Linked DNA regions of Muntiacus reevesi: region 2 is linked to region 1. The links are chromatin contacts, called in public Hi-C maps. All regions are on one chromosome and are shown on one strand. Each heading gives the region's core, a stretch centred on a gene start, on an enhancer-like site or on the middle of the called end of the contact. The rest is flanking DNA. Distances are from core to core; before and after follow the strand shown. Region 1 holds the start of MSMO1 (methylsterol monooxygenase 1). Region 2 holds the start of KLHL2 (kelch like family member 2).

Region 1 (4,172 bases), core at 1,138-3,637:
CAGCAAAAGCGTATCACTTACAAGGTTATTGTGGAGTTTGAAAGAAATGATGTATAGTACTGTGCTTGAAATACCAAAGACCCTCAATGTTGTTGTTCAGTGGTTAAATTGTATCTGACTCTTTGAGACCCCATGGACATGCCAGGCTTTTCTCTATCAGCACGCCTCCAAAGTCTCCTGGAATTAGCTCAAACTCATGACCATTAAGTCAGTGATGCCATCCAACCATCTCATCCTCTGTCGTCCCCTTCTCCTGCTTTCAATCTTTCCCAGCATCAGAGTCTTTTCCAATGAGACAGTTCTTCAGATCAAGTGGCCAAAGTTGAGCTTCAGCTTCAGCATTAGCCCTCCCAATGAATATTCAGAGTTGCTTTTCTTTAGGATGGACTGATTTGATCTCCTTACAGTCCAGGGGACTCTCAAGAGTCTTCTCCAGCACCACAATTCAAAAGCATCAATTCTTTGTCACTCAACCTTCTTTATGGTCCAACTCTGACATCTGTACATGACTGCTGGGAAAACCAAAGCTTTGACTATATGAACTTTTGTCACCAAAGGGATGTGTCTCAATAAATTACCACTATTGTTGAAGTTCTCTAAACTGCCCATTTCTTTTTTTTTATTTTTTAATTTAAGGATAATTGCTTTGCAGAATTTTGTTATTTTCTTTCAAACCTTAACATGAATCAGCCATAGGTATACATATATCCCCTCCCTTTTGAACCTCCCTCCCATCTCCCTCCCCATCCCACCCCTCTAGGTTGATACAGAGCCCCTGTTTGAGCTAACCTCCTGTTTGAAGTAGTTTCCCATTTCTTCACTGGAAGGAATTGAGCATATTTCTGTTTTGTTTTTTGGAGTTATATGTTTCGTTTCAGTTCTAAATCCCCAAAATTTAAAATAATCATTTGACCATTTCACATACTTGCATCTTCTCTAATATTAAGAATAATATATCTTTAATGTAGTAAGTAGGACTCTAAGTCAGAAATAATAACCGACTTAGTATTACTGAGCATTGTGTGCAATGGGCTTACATATATACTCACATTTATTGTCATAAGAAACTATTATAATACCCACTTTAATAAGTACTGGATAAAATTTTGAGAAGTAAATTATCTAAGAGCACACTGCTAATGAGTGGCAAAGCTTGGTAGGTCCGACCCCATGGCATATGCTCTTCATCCTGCCTTAACAGAGGGCAGCGTATTTAGGCAGAGGGAAAAGTAGACTGCATTGCAGTCACACCCACCACCTCAGTCAATGGGAGAGCGGGGGGCGTGGTCTGTAGCTAAACTGGCCAATCAAAGGAATCCTAAATAGGGTTGCGGGTCTGGGCCTTTATACTCCCACTGGAAAGAAAAATGCCTCATGGGAAAATGGCTTTACCCATTCTCGGTCACTGAAGGCCTACTTCAGTCCTGAAGAGACCTAGGCTGTGCAACACACATCTACCCCAGGATACCACAGGCCTCCTGAAGACAGAGCTCTGAGCACGCAAGGGACAGATCCCATTTCTATTCATTTGATATGACTTCTGTCATGATACTTTACAAAGAACGTGGGTGTCAAATACATGGGACAGTTAGATGAATGGGTTGAGGGATTTCCTAAAGCAGATGGCAGCGGGCCTGTTATTTCAGGGACAAAAGTCAGTCTATGAGAAAAAAGTCACAGCTATAAGAAGCGATAGCGTCCCATTTGCACAAAGTCCTGCAAAGAAAATGCCTTCAACGAGAGCGAGTAGTGCCCTTGTGCAAATTTTAAAAAGGCTCTCTTAAGCGAAACCTTAATTTCGTGGATGACCCCTATCCGTGCACACCTCTGCATTCCCGGAGGGGCGGGAGGCGGCCGACCATGGCAGCAAAACCAACTGCTGCGCGTCGTCTCTTCTAAACCTCCGACTCTTGGCTTGCCGTGCTCAAACAGGAATCGCGCTGCATTTGGAGTTACCCACTTCCCACGTACATATAGGGGTTATCAGAGGACGCTAGGGTTGGGATGAGAAAGAGGTCTAAACTTTAGGCGCAACAGTGTTAAAGGGGCTCCAGTGAATACAGCGCCTAGTAAAGATTTCAGGGCCGGCGCGCCTGCAAACTCCCTGAGTGCGCATGCTCTTGGAAGGGGCTGAGGGTGCTGGGCGGGGCTGAAGTTGCTAGGCGACGTCTCAAGGCCTCGCGTCCGCCTAGCCGGGCAGGCGGACCAGCTACTGGCCGAACGCCTAGCTCTCACGATCCTCACTCCATCTGAGCAGCCAATGGCCGCGCTTCCAGTGCCATGTTCGCACGAGTCACACGATGCCGGCAGCTGCGTAGGCCAATCACGGCTCTCAGAAGGCGGGGCGGGGCCCACGCAAGCCAATAACAGCGGAGGAGCCCGTCGACTCCCAGGTGGAAGCGCCTATCGCAGCTCTGGAGGCGGTGGCGGCAGACTGGGTGGTGCATAAGGTGAGGGAACGGGGTGGACGGGCCTCGGTCGGCTCCCACGTACAGACGCCGGGACGGACGGCCTGGCGGCAGGTATGGGTGGAAACGATTGCAATCTCTTAATGTCGGAACCAGGCAGTGCTCAGCAGAGAGTGACCGTGACTAGAGGTCTACAAAAGGAAGAAGCAAGACCTGCTTGTAGGCGCGGCGGGGCGCGCGGGTGGGAAGGGCGTCCCGGAGGGTTCTAAAGGGTGAATAGCAATTGGGCAGAGGGCTGTACCGGCAAGAGAAGCTGTTTCGTGGCCAGAGAGGCCCGAAGCGGAGGACAGTCAGAGGCCTTCGTGTATCAGTACGGAGGGTGGGGGCGAAAAACTGAGAGTTAAAGGAGAGCAGAGGCCCAGGTGTTTCATCTGTGGGGAGGCGCTCCCTGAAACTGTAAGGGTCTGCAGAAGGGCTGAACCCTGTCTGCTGTTTACACGAATGATGGCCTCGTGTTTTAGAGGGAGGGTTTAAGAAGGGCACACTTGGAGGTGCTCGGCGTCCGGGCAGGGCAAAGGCCAGGCACTGCTGGCAGGTCTCAGAGACAGGGGAACTTCAAAGTTTCTATGGGGGATCCCCAGACGACTACATTTCTTTTTTTCTGAGTCTGTGACAGACCTCAAGTCAATCCAGTTGTGCAAGGAGGACAAAAAGAAAGAAAATTCACTCGTTGTTTCCCCTCTCCTCTCTTCCTTAATACCTATTTTTTGCTTTTGTTCAGTTGTCAGTAGTGTATCCATTTCCCTCCCTTAAATCTAGAGAGTAAACTCCTGAATGTTAATTAAACCAGTTGTCTCTAAATCGGGTACGTGTTTGAAGACTTAATCCAGGCAGCAGAGATAGAGATCTGGAATATTCTGTCCTAGATGACTAAGTAGGTAGTGGCATCAGTTCACCAAGTTAAAGTAGGTAGGGAGGGAGTGTGTGGGCAGAGTTGCCAGGAGTAGTGGCCGAATTTGAGGGCATGTTGACTTTGCTCTGCCTCCAAACTGCCTAAATTGGAGATGGCCAGTATACTTTTGGATAATCAGAACTTGGGGTTTTAGAGAGAGAGAGAGAGAGAGAGAGAGGATTTCAGCATATTCTCACAACAGGGAACAGATATGATCACTCCTGACAATCTAGAATAATTGGAGTAAGTCAAGCATCTCTGGGAAACTGTTCAGCCTCAATTCTTGAGCCTTTCTTTCTCAAAAGCTGTACCACAGACATACTCAACGGGAAAGTGCTGTATCCTTTCTTATCTCCTGGTTGAGTCTCTACAACTCATGTTTCTTCTGCTCAAAACCACCCATCGACCCCATCCCGCCTACTTTACTCTCTTTTGATCTAGTTAAACTAGATTTAACTGCCTTCACTCCACACTCCAGGTTTGAGTTTACATGCCTCTTTCTCTAAGATCTGTTTCCTGGGCCTCTCTGTTTTATATTTCCAACCCTTTATTGTTCTTATCACAGATGTTGTGACAGTCTTGTTCTTTCTTTGTATTCCTCCCTAGATTTTATGATTTGAAGTCAGGGGTGAGAGCAGCAGGAAGCGCAGTGGCTACAAATGGTACCACATGTTAAATCAGAGTGAATACATATGAATCCCAAGAAGCGAGAAAGGCAGGTATATCAAGGTGAGAAGTATCAAATTTTCCAGAAGGGCCAGATAAAATAACTCCAAAATATTTTTGTTGGATCTGGCAGCTGGGAAACTTAG
Region 2 (4,290 bases), core at 730-3,229, 170 kb before region 1:
CCAGGAGTCGGTGACGGACAGGGAAACCTGGCATGCTGCAGTCCATGGGGTCGCAAAGAGTCAGACAGGACTGAGCAAGTGAACTGAACTTAATGATAGCAATGAACATTTATGAAGTTATTCCATTACACAAAGTACTATATACTTTAAATAGATTATTTTAATTCTTACAATGTCCTTATAAAGCGGGAAGTTTAATTTTGGATCTGAACAAAATCACTACTAACACTAGAGAAATAACTCAATTACGTATGCCCTCCTCATGGTGGGTCAACAATGCCACCGAGCTCTGCAGTGTTTTCCTAGCACATATCAGTAGGTTACCAAGATATTACTCCTACTTCACTACTGCTCCCTTTTCTGTTTCCTTTGCTAAATCCTCCTTATCTTATTGTTTTAGTGTTGGAGGGCCCCGGGTTCACTCTTTGGTCTTTTCTTTTCTCTAGTTATACTATATAGTTGATCTTAATCAGACCTTAAACACCATCTATATGGTGACAATCCCCACAGTTATGCCCACTCCAGATATCTAAATGTCTACACCTCTCTACATATGAATGTTTAACTGACACCTCAGATTTAACCATGTTTAAATCAGAATTGACAAATACTCTCCTCCCCACATAAAATCTGTTTCTTCTTTATTTTCTCAATCTCAGTAAATGTCAACTCCACCCTCCCAAGAGCCCAGACCAAAACTTGAGATTATCTTTCACTTTGCTCTCTTATACTCATATTTAATCTATCAGTAATTCTGATCTGCTTTGTATTTTCAGCAAAATCAGAATCTATAAACTTCTATCACTCTGATCATCCCAGCAGGTAATTTTTTGGTTGCTTTCTTGCATCTGTGGCTTATATAGCAACAGAAGAATCAGCTTACACATAAATGACTAACCCTGTGCACTCATCACTCGGCAAAAAAAACTAACATTTTTGCCATCTTCTTTCTTCCATTCCCTACCCTCCCTTTCTTTGGTGGAGGATTTTAAAACAAATCCCAGCAAAGTCATCCTTTTAGTGATCAGATCACCTTGCTCACAGCATTTGTTTCTCTTCTCAATAAAAGCTGAAATCTTTTCACAGGCCTACTAGACCTACTTGATCTGTCACTACACCCGGGACACCATCTCCTTCCACTGTCTTCTGTCCTGGCTGCTTCAGTTACCACAGAGGTCCTTAAACCTTAGTATCCTCTGGAAGGCTTGTCACAGCACAGGCTGCTGGGCTTAATCCTCAGAACTTCTGATTTAGATCTGAAATGGGCCTCGAGAATTTGCCTTTCTAACAAGTTCCCAGATCCTACCACTGCCCAGCGGCATACTTGGGGGAACCATCAGCTGCACTGTACTCTTTCACTTCTTCAAGGTCCAGGAGTCTTTGCACTGCTCTTCGTCTGCCTTGAGCACTCTTTGATACTCAAGATTCGCTTTCTTCCATCTCTTCTATATGACATATTTTGAGAGGCCTTCCTTGACCACCATTTAGCATCCTCCCCTCACCTAATTACCTGGTATTTTCATGGCAGGCAGGTGCAAGGGCACGGATACCTAGTTTTTCTCTGCATCCCATTCCAGTGCTGCAGATCTCTCCCAGTAAGCGCAACGAGGGGATCACAGCCTGAGAAGGGTGGCTCCAGTTCCTGCTTGGGACTCTGGACAGGCGAGCCATTTCTTCTTGCCTCAGTTTCACTATCTGTAAAGGAAGGATCGGCTACGCCCACTCCTCCCGCCTCCCAGGCAAACTGGGAAAGAGCAAAGCAAGCGCGCCTGTGGAGTCGGGCAGTCAGTGGACGCCGAAAGCCGGAACCAAGCGCTTTCCGACCGGACCCCGCCCTCACGTCTCGGGCTCAGGGGTTCGGGCGGGCCAACCCACCCTGGCAGCCCCCTCGGCGGCGGCAGGAAGAGGCGGGGCGGGGTCTCGAGGGTGCGTCACACCCGGAAGTGCCCTCCTGCCGCTCCGCCCCCAGCATCGCCGGCAGGCGGAGAGCGCCCGTGAAGTGGGGCTGCAGAGCTGGGCCGGCTGGCGGCGCCGCCTCTGGAGCGGGTGCCGGTGCGGGCGCGGGTGCGGAGCGGCGGTGGGCTGGCGCCCGGGCGGATGGGACGCGGCGCGACGGGCGGGCGGGGCAGGCGTCCGCAGCTGGAATGGTGCTGGCAGCGGCGGGCGCCCCAGAGCTGAAGCCCGAGAGGAGCCGCCATGGAGACGCCGCCGCGGCCTCCCGCGTGAGTGAGCGGAAGGGCAGCGGGCGGGGCTGCAGCGGCCCGGCCGCCGGGCGGGTGGCGGAACCCAGCTGACCCGCGGGCGGGGCGTCGCCGCGCCGGGCTGTAGGGAGGGTCCTCCGCTGGCTAGCTGGAGCCCTGGGAGGGCCGAGCATCGGCGGGATGGAGACACAGCATGCGCGCGAGGCCGTCGGAAAAGGAAGCTGCAAAGTACAGACACCGGTGCCGAGAGGAATTCCTCTCAGCTTGCCTGTTTCTCCGAATTCCTAGTAAAATTCTGTCCGAGGAGCTTGCACATCACTCGGAAAAAGCTCAGCCGCGACTGTACAGTGCATATGACCTCTTTCACCGGGCACTGCAGAGAATCGTATCCAGAAATCACAGCATCTTCTGGCACCCTGGGCGATTTAGTAGTGTACGACCTGCCAGGCACAGGTGTCTTTTCCTTGGTACCCAAGTACATTCAAGACCAGCTGCAATGAAATTGCTTCCAAAATAAGCTGAACAGTTACTTGGGAGACATTGAAGATATTGCATTATTCAGTACAAGATTTTTTTTTAAGCATTTTGTTAGAAGTGGACTATTAATCCCCCAGAATTTTGAACATTTCAATTTTGATTTACTTTCTTTAGTTTAACCTTTATAAAGGGACAAGAGCCCTTTGAATCTGACGTTTCAAACCGCCAGCAAATTTCTTCTGAGAAACCATGTACCTTTTTATGACAGCTTATTTTTGGAGCATTATCGTTTTTCATTTAGATTCGGCCAGCTTCACTCCAGGGCAGTGTACCACAGCAGCCTTTTGTAGCTATTTAATATAAATATTTGTTTTGGGCTGAAAATTTGTTTGATGTTGAGTCCTTTTAGGAGAGCTAATAGAATTCTGAAACTACAGTTTCTACAAGTGCCTTCCAGAATTTTTAGGTTGAGTAGAACAAGTCATGAGGATTAAGGAGTACCTGAGACTCGAATTCCTGGACTGGTAGGAACAAGAGCTCAGTTGCTTGTTGATGGTTGTGGCTTTGAGGGCTTTGTGATTTGTTCATGTTCTTCAGTAGGATTGGGAACACTCCTGAACCTCTAGGAAACATGATGGTGGTTGTTAGCATCAGCAATGTGAGCATAGTGTCAGCACGTGAGTTCTGCTCAGGCTCAGAGGCATGAAACGAATTGCTACCTCGCTGTTGACAACACATGGTATAGAGGATATCCTAGGTAGGGTGTTATTTGTCCTAAACCTACCCCGTTTATATCAATCCCCTGCAGACCCTGTTTTGCTTCGGAAGCAAAGTGAACTAAAGGAAAGAAAAGGGGTACCTTAGAATGCAGACGAGAAGAGGGTGTGGGAAAGCAGGCTCTGAAGGAAGGAAAAGAGAATGTTACACATTATTTAAATATAAGTAATGAAAAATGAAATAAATGTGAGCATGCAAATACTGATAAACTGAATCTAATACAGATCAACTAACAGAATATATTGGTGTCCAGCAGAGTTCTTTGCCACTGAGACTTCATCAGTAGTGCTGCAACAATGAGAGACTGAGATGTAATGGAAAACCAGGGGTGAAAGAAAGTTAAAACCAAAAAACTCCTTTCAGTCATTGGTGGCTTAAGTTGGTGAGACTTTTATTTCTGTTCATTTAATGATGAATAGAAATAGGTTTTGTTTTCATTTGATTTATCTAGGAATACTCTTAATTCCAGAACTGGAGTGTTTTTTACCTTTCTGTACATCAAAACTAGTTTTCCTTCCCGCCGCTTGGCCTCTGCCTCCACCCCCAATGGCGTTGTGTTTCCTGCGGCCCTGACTCTTGGGTGCTGGGTCTGAGAGACAGTGGCCCTCAGGGAGGGAGCTTTGCTGGGCCTCGCTGGGCTAGGACTGGGCTAGGCGGCCAGTGCCGGTTACTGGGAGGGCTCAGTGTTTCATGAGGTTAGATTTGTAGCTTGAGCTTAAATGCAAAGAAAGTTGTTTGATGGGGACCTACATGCTTTGGATGATGTGGTTGGAAGTGGGGACTCACATCCTCTTTGTATGACTGTCTTTTTATTTGTGCAAATATTTGTTTCTCC

What was found. Hi-C and Micro-C count contacts between places; a contact is called where the count stands out from the background.
Region 2: a Hi-C map of blood shows a contact between it and region 1, with 3 times the contacts expected there. The contact joins the promoter of KLHL2 here to the promoter of MSMO1 in region 1. A contact is called at or near these places in 2 of 3 Hi-C or Micro-C datasets (blood and muscle).

What each region holds. Positions count from the first base shown.
Region 1 is chr13:69,388,320-69,392,491 of mMunRee1.1, reverse strand. MSMO1 (methylsterol monooxygenase 1) reads left to right here and starts at 2,387. Exons shown (of 6, transcript XM_065904675.1): 1 at 2,387-2,450.
Region 2 is chr13:69,555,169-69,559,458 of mMunRee1.1, reverse strand. KLHL2 (kelch like family member 2) reads left to right here and starts at 1,979. Exons shown (of 14, transcript XM_065904666.1): 1 at 1,979-2,222. The coding sequence starts at 2,197.